Regions from separate parts of the Rattus norvegicus genome. Here region 2 is linked to region 1. Evidence: chromatin contacts called from public HiChIP or PLAC-seq data. All regions are on one chromosome and are shown on one strand. Each heading gives the region's core, a stretch centred on a gene start, on an enhancer-like site or on the middle of the called end of the contact. The rest is flanking DNA. Distances are from core to core; before and after follow the strand shown.

Evidence for each region. HiChIP or PLAC-seq counts read pairs in DNA pulled down with a chosen protein or histone mark.
Region 2: a contact with region 1 is called in an H3K27ac HiChIP or PLAC-seq map of oligodendrocytes, with 3 times the contacts expected there. The contact joins the enhancer-like site here to the promoter of Aak1 in region 1. A contact is called at or near these places in 8 of 12 Hi-C or Micro-C datasets (the A7r5 cell line, the Rat2 cell line, Schwann cells and 4 more) and 1 of 1 datasets of contacts at active chromatin or transcription factors (oligodendrocytes).

Annotation. Positions count from the first base shown.
Region 1 is chr4:120,856,838-120,861,703 of GRCr8, reverse strand. It overlaps Aak1 (AP2 associated kinase 1), which reads right to left and starts at 3,137. Exons shown (of 21, transcript NM_001173450.1): 1 at 2,439-3,137. The coding sequence starts at 2,601. LOC134486605 (a long non-coding RNA gene) reads left to right here and starts at 3,399. Exons shown (of 2, transcript XR_010065856.1): 1 at 3,399-3,529.
Region 2 is chr4:120,922,496-120,927,212 of GRCr8, reverse strand. The region is part of intron 1 of Aak1 (AP2 associated kinase 1); the gene reads right to left. Among named protein-coding and RNA genes, the nearest start is that of Aak1, 66 kb to the right of the region's middle. Within about 2 kb of position 3,237, at least 16 of the 93 cell types and tissues checked have an H3K27ac peak or open chromatin away from gene starts, as enhancers often do. A contact at or near this core is called in the A7r5 cell line, where this site is marked.

The DNA.
Region 1 (4,866 bases), core at 1,888-4,387:
AAAAATGTTTAAAAACAAAAACAAATCCAAAAACTGAACCTAAATCTGTCTGACTATATGATCTGTGGCTATAAGCCCACTACTATATATGCAAATGTATTTATTTTCTTCCTACATTGACTGGCAGCTCTCTAAAGGTAGACATCAGGGCTAGAGACATAGCTGAGGGGTAGAGCCACCTGGCTAACATGCACAAGACAAGCATGATCCACGGCACCTCAATGAAATTCACTGGCTAATTAAAAGAAAGACAGGCATCATACTTCTCAGTCCTTTCAAAACTTAGTAGTGTCTTTGAACTCAGTGGTGCCACATAAATACTGACTCCTACATATCCACATACTTCAAAGGCCACAACTGAAGCTCAATCATGGCCAAAACATTTGCCAGACCAAATTTTAAATGCTACACTTAACGCACAGCCTCAGTCCATGCTGTCACCACACTGGCTTATTCCATAAAACACGTCTCAGCTCCCTAACACTGAGGGGTCCTAAGGACAAGATTTGCAGCTACCGAACCCTAGTTTACTCTCACGGTGACATCGAGCCTATCACTAACTGTCCATTTCCTATCTCTTCAAACAGCTCTGAAATGCTAACATCTAGTTAAACATCATGTCCCCAGAGCCCAGCACAGAACTCACCACATCATAAGCCTCTGTGACTGTTGGCTGAATGAATAAATGAATGAACAGTTCCAAGCCCTAGATTCTACTTCTTAAAATATCAGAACGCACAATGTGCAGCTCTCAGGATGAATCCCAAGGAAGCCTAGAAAACAAAGGCCGATTTTGTGTTTTTTCTTTCCCGTCACTCTTCCAAGACTCAGAGAATAGGCAAAGCTTAGGGTAACATGTGACAAAACAACATCCTAGCTGAAAAAAAAAAATATATTCCTAGGCTCTGATCCTCCTGATATCTCTCTCTCTCTCTCTCTCTCTCTCTCTCTCTCTCTCTCTCTCTCTCTCTCTCTCCACCCACTGCAGTCAAGGACTTTGGCTACAGGGTAAGAGTCGGCTCAGATTCCAAGGTACAGATCTGGCACAGACAGAGCAGCATCTCCCACCCTGCACCAGAGTCCTCAAGGAAAGAGTCAGGAAGGACTGTGACTCAGGCCCAGATAAGTCCAGTTGGAGCAATTCTAAGAATAAGAAGGGGGGGAGCAGTAATTTCACAAGGAAATTATCAGATATCTCTTCAAAATTGTGCTTCTGAAGTACAAGCTTCAGTGTACTCTCAGAAACTGGGCCTAGCGGAATCCCATACTTACACAAACTAAGTCAAACACAGCTTCCGCCTCTTCCCACCCACCCGTCCACCACCCTACAACACTCACCATGACAGGCATTTCCGAGGCCCAGGTAGGTAGGGATCCTTGCTTCAACCTCAGCTTCCAGAAGCCTCCTTTTCAAGGGGCCTCGTAGTGCTCATTCTCTAGCTAAGAAACTATCCCCTCCCACCATGTTGCCTTCACTGAGGCCTCCCCCATACCCAACCTCTGGCAGTCTGTAAGGCAACCTACAGCAGGCTGGCCCTATCCAATTAGTTTAAATCGCTTCATGCCAAGGAAATTGCTGCTTTTATTAAAAATAAAAGCACACTGAGCAGGCAATGAGCTGTGAAAAGTATCAGTCTGGCATAATTATGAAGGTCGAGGTTAAGGTTACCAAAGGAACACTCAAAAGATTTCTCTAAAGCCTGGGGCATAAAAATATGTATCTGCATGAGTACAGACAGACAAATGAACACACACCAGGAGAAACCACACAACATCCTCTCCAACTGAGAGAAAACTAAACCAGAGCCAATCTTAAGTAATTCTTAATAGAAGCTAAAAAGGAGGAAAGAGGCCTAGGAGTTCAAAACAATCTCATTGGCTTCTTATGATTTTACCTTAGCTACATCCTGGGGACCTCACTGCAGTTGGGTAAAGAAACAAACCTAATCAAAACAGCAAAAAATGCATTCCCGTTCCCAGAAAAATCCTCTTTGGATACTTAGAGAAATGGGAAAGTTGGGTGGGAGAAGCCCCTCTCTCCTTTAAGATCACTCCCCATCCCCACCCTTCAGCCTCCGCATCAGAATTTAAAGTTTCAAGGAAATGGCCAGACCACCATCCTGCATTTCATGCCATTTACTCTTCACACATACGTTTTTCCATAGGATTAGAATAATTCAAAGGTGGAGATTTCTCCAGGCGCCTCCTCCCCCCCAAATAAAAAGCCACTGAGGTAAACTATTTGGGCAATACTGCCCCCCAAGCACTGTCAATTCCTAGTCTGAGTTTTAATTCTCTCAAGGACAATGACTCGCAAGGAAAGTGCAAGGAGGGAAGGGAGGGTCAGTTGGTCAAAACCCATTCATACAACTAGAAACCAGAGTCTTGCCACATCAGCACACGAATTTAATTCACCGCGCACTAGCTTCCCAACATACCTTCTGCCAAGACCTCGTCCACGGTGACTTGCTGCCTCCCGATGCCGAAGACCCTCCCGATGTAGCCACTGCCCAGGCCTGAGCTGCTGCCCCCTCCTCCGCTGGAGCCCGAACCCAGGCCAGAGCTCCCCTGCTCCCGCCTGGAGTCGAAAAACTTCTTCATCTTTCCAATATGAAACGCCAAGGCAGAATGCCGATGGTTTCTAGGTTCGTATTTGTAGTAAAGAAACGAGATCTAAGGATTTCTTCTCCGGTTTCAGCCCTGAGCAGAGAGCTACGGGAATCCGGCCGTGGGGTGGGGGCTGAGGGACGGCGCCTGCAGGAATATACTGTCAATCGTGCGGCGGGTCCCCTCCTCCTCGGGGAGCGATCGTTTAAGTTTAAACCTGCGATGACAGAGGCAGAGAGAGGATGAATCAGTAACACACTCCAGAGCCCAACTGCCGGGTCCTAGGGGAAGCAAAGGCCGTCATCTAGAGGAAACGCTGCGTGCATTTTCTTCAGGAAAGCCCTGGAAACGCACCGGCCCCCTGCCCGGACCCCCACCCCGGGCCCCGGACACCCACTAGCGGCCGCTCGGCGGCGAGCCCAGCTACCAGCCCCGCGACATGGCCACGGCCGCCGGCCTGCGACGCGAAGGAGGCGGCGCTGCCGCAGAGCCGGGGCCGCTTCGGCGCCCGCCCGCCAGCTGATCCCCGAGCGCCGCGCTGAGGCCGCCCCTCCCCGCGCGCGCGCCCGTCGGCTCCGACCACCCACCCGGAAGTGACCCGCCACCGGAAGTGCTTCTTAGGGCTGCGCAGCCCCTGCTCAGGGCCGTCTCGAGTGCACCAGCCGTAACTACAGAGTAAAAGAAATCGATGGCAAGAAGGGGACCAGAGAAGGGGGAACTCGGGACAGAGACACTTGAAGAGAACGTTGCCGTAGTCCGGCCGCTGAGCACCCTGGGAAGGGTAGTTCGGTGTAATCTGGCATCTGGACTACAATTCCCAAGATGCCCCGGGAGCGAGCGCACTTTCGGACGCCGTCTCCGGGACCTGGAGGTGATAATGAGGTGGTGCAGAAGTGAAGCTTCGGGTATTTAAACACATCCGGTAAGTCACCAGAGACTACTTTTCCAGCTGCTCGTCCCACTCACTGGAGCCATTTTATCTATGGCCTGGCCTCATGGACCGAGGCACTCTGGGAATTGTGGTTTCACATGAGTCCGGACTGACACCTGAAGGACGCGGCTTAACTGCCTCGCCCCAGTTGGGATTGGGAGTTCCCCGACGTCACGGGAGCTGAGGTACTGAAGGCTTGGGGGCTGGGGAGAAGTGGGTATGATGCCAGCAGGGAGCCAAGCGGAATCTCAGTGCTGAAGGAAACAAAGCAGGTGTCTTCCGGCCACCGACCACGATAAAAACTCCAGAGAAGCCCGAGAATCGAAGAAGGAACTGCGGGACACCCAGTACACGGAGCATCTAAGGACCAGGGTACAGTCCATCCTTGGGCTCCACCCCAATCCATGGCTTTCCACCGACCCAGACTTGCCTGGTCCTCACCAGACAAATTCAGGCGGGAACTTTAGACACACCTACTGCTTTCTCTTCCAGAATCTTAAAACTAGAAGATGCTGGGTTTAAGCATCGCTTGGGTGAGGATAGAGTACAAGGCTGTGTGCTTGGCACCTGTCAAATACTGAAGCTTTGGAAAGGAATTGAGATCTCTGCTCCTAGATTGCCTCACAGAGGATATTGATGCGGTGCCAAATCCTTGCCTTCCCTGCGCCCTCCCCCCAAGAAATACATGTTTTTTCTCTTCTTTGACATAGGTTATTTTTCTCCTCCGCCAGCTTTCCACACTTCTTGATTATGCAAACGCCCTCTTACAGTTCATCCCAGAATTTCTACTTCAAGCACTTGAGGAAGATCTAGAAGGGTGGCCCCCAGCAAGTAAAAAGATGGCTCTTGACTAATCTGAATGTTGAGCTGGGCTGAGCTGGCGGTGGCTGCTGCGGTTTCTTGTTTCATGTGGTGCCATAGTCATCTAACTCCCCAGAGAGAGATAGCATCTTTCCTTCCAGAGAAGCCAGCCTTGCCACCTCGGTTCACACAATCCTGCAGCCACCTTGAGGGTGAGACTCAGCACCTGCTGAGCATCCCTTTAACTCAACCCACGGGATGTGCTCTCCTCACCTTCCTTAAAAGGCTTGATTTCTGTCTAAAGAAGCTTGATGTGTATCTTAAAATAGATGGGAAGTCTTATTGGGCTGATAGACCCTCATCTTTCTCAGCACCTGTTCATTTTGAGGGACTTTTAAAGAATGTATTAGTTTCTCTATCCATCCAGCCCTGTTGCCTTATCAGGTTTTACTTTTCTCCACTTTTCTGGTACAGACCAGGTTTGCCCAAATCTCAAACCACACTTCAGACAAAGTTTTCCAGCGGGA
Region 2 (4,717 bases), core at 1,988-4,487, 65 kb before region 1:
CAGCCTCTGGGCTTCCAATATTTTGCCTCAGATCTAATCTAAGCCCTTCATCTCACTGATGTACAGAGACAGGAAGCAGCACAGTAAATGTTCTCAGCCTTAAAAGAATACTTGTAAGCAAACTCCCATACACGTGCATATATTGGCTAGCAAGTTCTTGCCAGAAAAGACCCAGAATTTCCATGCTCATAGACCCAGAATTTCCACGTGGCTATTTACCCTACATAAAATAGACAAAGAAAGGTCTCTATTCGAGAACACAGAGAAAATTAGCAAGAAATTCCACAAGACCCCACATGTATCTGTGGTTTTCTTTTTAAATCAACTATACACAACACACTGGCCTCACAGTACCATGCACCCTGGGAACCGTCACAACAGGGAATGGCCTCTGCGGTCTTCTTCCCTTTTTCCTCAAACCCTGCAATCTTAGCTCTGGTTTCTCCGTACAGTAGTTTTGTTTGGCCTAAACAGACTCACTCGTTACAGACTCTCACGCCTTGCTTCTTTCCCACAGCATGTTTCTAGATTCCTTTTCTTTGTTACAGGTATCCGTAGTTTAGGGCTTGTTTTGTCAACTGTTCCACTGTACAGATGCCCACAGTTTATCTACCACAGAAGGGCATGTAAATGTCTCTAGCTTTGTTACAAATTAAGCATCTGTACGGAAGGAAGAAAGGAAGGGAGGGAGGGAGGGAGGGAGGCCTTTTTTATAGACATAGGTGGTCATTCCTGGACCACGTGACAAACTTAACCGCCCTAATGGTACCTCACAGTGATTCTGTCCTCCCCAGCACATGGCTACAGGTCTTTTCATTGTAGTTCATTGTAGTTTTCACTCATTTTCCTGTGTCCTCATCTGACGGTGATTTTGTTTGCATTTTCTAAAGTATCCTACATCACTGAAAGCCCTAGGATGAGTTACTTTCCTAATACTTTCCTGAGAAAGGCTTCAATTAGCACAGATTCAAGGAGTTGCTAAAGAAATTAATGATACAACTAGGACCTCTACTCCTCACATACATAAAGACATCAATGTCTAGCTCTCTGCTGGTAATGAGAACGTGTAATACAGGCCTCAGTATGACACAAGCTAGGTCAGAACTGAGGGCCCTGCTTCTGTGTTTGTAAGGTCAGTGAAGTGCACAGGACATAGATTATAGTCTCCCCGCGTGGCTGGGAAAATTATATATATTTATTATATATATAATTATTTATTATATATATATAATCTTGGAGCAAAACCTTTCCGTGCTCATATCAGCAAAAGATCACAACATCAAAAGAAGCTTCACAAAGCCAGCAGAGATAACATCTCCCCGCCCTCATCACGAGGGTCAGCCCCATGCGCAGCGCTGCAGTGGAGCAGGCAGTGCCTCTGCTGCGCCTTCATCAGATGCTCCATTGTGGAGGGCGGCAGAGCTGAGGATGTTCTTCGGCAGTGACTGCACTCAGGAAGGAAAGGTGAGTCTGGGAGGGAAGTAGACAGAGCGCCCTCCATGCTGGCTACCTGAGCAGTGCTGGGTGCGACTGGGCAGGCATGAGAAGGGTGAGACGAGAAGCTGGACAGACACCCATCCTGACTTTCAGACATGGTTTTTTGAGTTGCTGCCAAAGAGGTTTTGCTGTTACTTTTAATCAGGGCCAAAATTCTAGGCAATAAATATCTGACATATGGTACCAACTTATTTTTTTGCATGTAAAAGGAAACCTTCTTTTCTAACCCAAGTCCTATCTATACCCTTGAGAATGACATTTACCTGCTTAAGATCAACAAGACAAAGGTCAAGGGAAAAGGAATTCCAAAAGGAGAAATGAACCATTGGGGCCCATTCTTAATGCAAAATAACAGCAAACTCAGACAGCGTTCTCCATGGGATGCAGCTTCTCCTTGAATTACCCAAGAAAGAGAAAATAATCATGAGAGAAAGTCGTTGAGTCAGACAGAAACCCGGCTGAGGTGGAAGTGCATCAGATGAGGGCTTATGAAAGGGGGGCTCTGGACCATGACTTTCTCTGGCCTCCATTTCCTCATCTGCAGACATGGAGATCAAGTTCACAGGTTTTATGCTGAGGTCCTCAAAGCCCTGGATTACAGATGGTTCTACAGGGGACATGGGAAGGCAAGGCTGACTTGATGCACACAGCCTCCTTCTTAGAGTCAAACAAAGCAGCTCCTCTTTCCCTGTGTCTACAAATGACGCTAGGCAAAAATAAATAAAATAATAAAATAAAATAGGGGTATGGGGACAAATGGGCTTAAAGGAGGGAGAGAAAGTCTCCTAAACCCTAATCAAGTGAGGCTCCCGACTGAGACTGAGCTGCACACTGCCGTGTGTCCGTCTTGTCTTCCGAATGTGTAGGAAGGAAGAGACCTGCATTAAAAACCGCCCCTGACTGCCCTTAGCAGCAGAGTCCTCTGGGCAAGCACACTTCATGTTCTGTCCACAGTGTTTCTGAGCCCACACAGGGATGACCAAGAAGCTAACAAACGCCATCCACACTTGACTCATACTGAAGACAACTTTGGCAGAAGTTTCAGAAGGAGTGACAATTTTTAAAGCTTCAGCAGATGGCAAGAACACAGCAGAGCCTGCACAGGAGAAAAGGTCGGTGTGACTCGTGTATCTGCACTGACTGCAGTGGAGACTTGGGCTTGTTTTTCTAAAGTCATTCTCTTGCCTCAGACTGAAATCACCATGTGCTGGGTCCTTCTGGGGAACATACCAAAGCAGCCTCCCGCCCCCAGTAGAAAGAACACCCAGATGGGGATACTTGAGGTATTCAATTCCCTCTTCCCAGCAGGGCTGTGCGCACAGGACCAGAGATGCCAATACTGTCATTCAGAACCCAACCAAGCCACAGCCCAGGTGAACCATGGCATCACTGGCAACTAAATGCCTCTTCCTCTCTAGGCCTGCAGTGACCAGGGAACATCTGTAGTTCAGGAAGCTCCCTTAGGGGTTTAAAAAAAATTCCTCCTCAAACCCCACCTTCACAAAAGGTTCCTGCCTGTTTGGAACAATAAAAATAAATAAATAAATAAATAAATAAATAAATAAATAAATAGCAAATAAAGAGTGGAAGAAATCAAGGAATTCTGGGTGAGGATCCAAAGCACACTGGCCTGGCTTGCCAGAAGCTAAGTATGATGGAGAGAGGGCCTTCCTTGTGCCTCCTGGCTACACTTTCACCGCACTGCTGTCATAAGGCAGCTATCTAGAAGATGTAAACACTGGTTGAGTCACATCCTCTGTTCACTGAAATCCACAGCTGCTTCTCCTGGTCAGAAGAACCACACTCTACTCTCCCACTGAAGCTAGGTGATCTGGGGCAGAAACTGAACGCCATGCATCCATTTGAAACTCCTCGCTAGCATCTCAGTCCTCCTAGAACAAACACTGCCTGCTACAGAGGCTGGAAGGCTCAGAGATGTCCTAGCTTCTGCCAGGCACTACAGCCCGCCAGTGCTTAACCCACATAGCCCTCTTCCCGGTCAGATCCTCCCTGCTTCCACAGTACTGTGTATACTTCAGCCTGCCTAAGGTCCTTCTGCACTTGCTTCTCCCTTGGCATGGTTAGTTCCTACTTCTCCTTCAAGTTTCTGGGAATTCTTTCCTTGACTAAGACTTCTCTGGGGGTTGGGGATTTGGCTCAGTGGTAGAGCGCTTACCTAGGAAGCGCAAGGTCCTGGGTTCGGTCCCCAGCCCCGGAAAAAAAAAAAAAACCAACAAAAACAAAAACAAAACACCAACAATAAGACTTCTCTGACTGTCCCTGGTCCCAGTCCCCTGCTGGGTCCAGCATCTTTTCCTTTAGGAGATTAGATGGGTGACTCCTGGTTTGATCCCTTCTTCCTCTGTTCACTATAAACTGCCAAGAACAGACATGATGACCGATTCACTGTGGCACCCTGTCACCAGTCCTGTGCCTGCCATACAGCAAGTGCTCATGTACTCTGTCATAAAACCTATCTGCCTCGGACTGTAAAAGTTCCCGCATCAAAACAGCAGCAACAAGATCTCTACCCACTTTTCCCAGTTTTCCAGTCTCTCAGAATACAGAAAGGGATAGAAGGGCCAAACTTAAGAATGCTTTTTTTTTTTCTTTTTTTGTGGAAGGATGATAAAGTTTCCCATAAAGGGAAACAACTTCTCTGCCTACCCTGGCGCCTAAGGACAACATAGGACAAAGGTGTCAGCACCCTTCTTGCCCAGGCAGTAAGCTGACAGTATAGCTCACAGAAACAGACACACTCATCCTTCCTACAAACAAAACAAACAAAAAAAGAAACAAAAACAAAAACCTTGTACTGGAAATGAAAAACCACTTCAGATAAGAAAAATAAATATTCAGCCCCATGATCAATCCCAAGGTATCCTCAGCTAAAAGAGAAAGGAGTCATTCCATTGGCAATTGCCTAGAAAGCAGCTAGGAGCCATGTCCACCCTTAAAGGCAGATCTCTGGGCTCTGGCTCCACCATGATTCTATGAACATTTTCCTAAGGGCTTTGCAAAAATAAATTCTGTCTGGCATTGTCTCTGTTACAACTGCTCATACTAGAACATATCAGCTTAACTCCCTGCTTAAAGTTCTCTAAGATTTCCACATTTACTGCTGCTCCAGAAAGATCACCTTCCAGTGGATCTGGATCCAGTGGCCAGGTGATGGGATATGCAATGGCATCAAAGGTATGTGATACAGAGCCCTTTACCC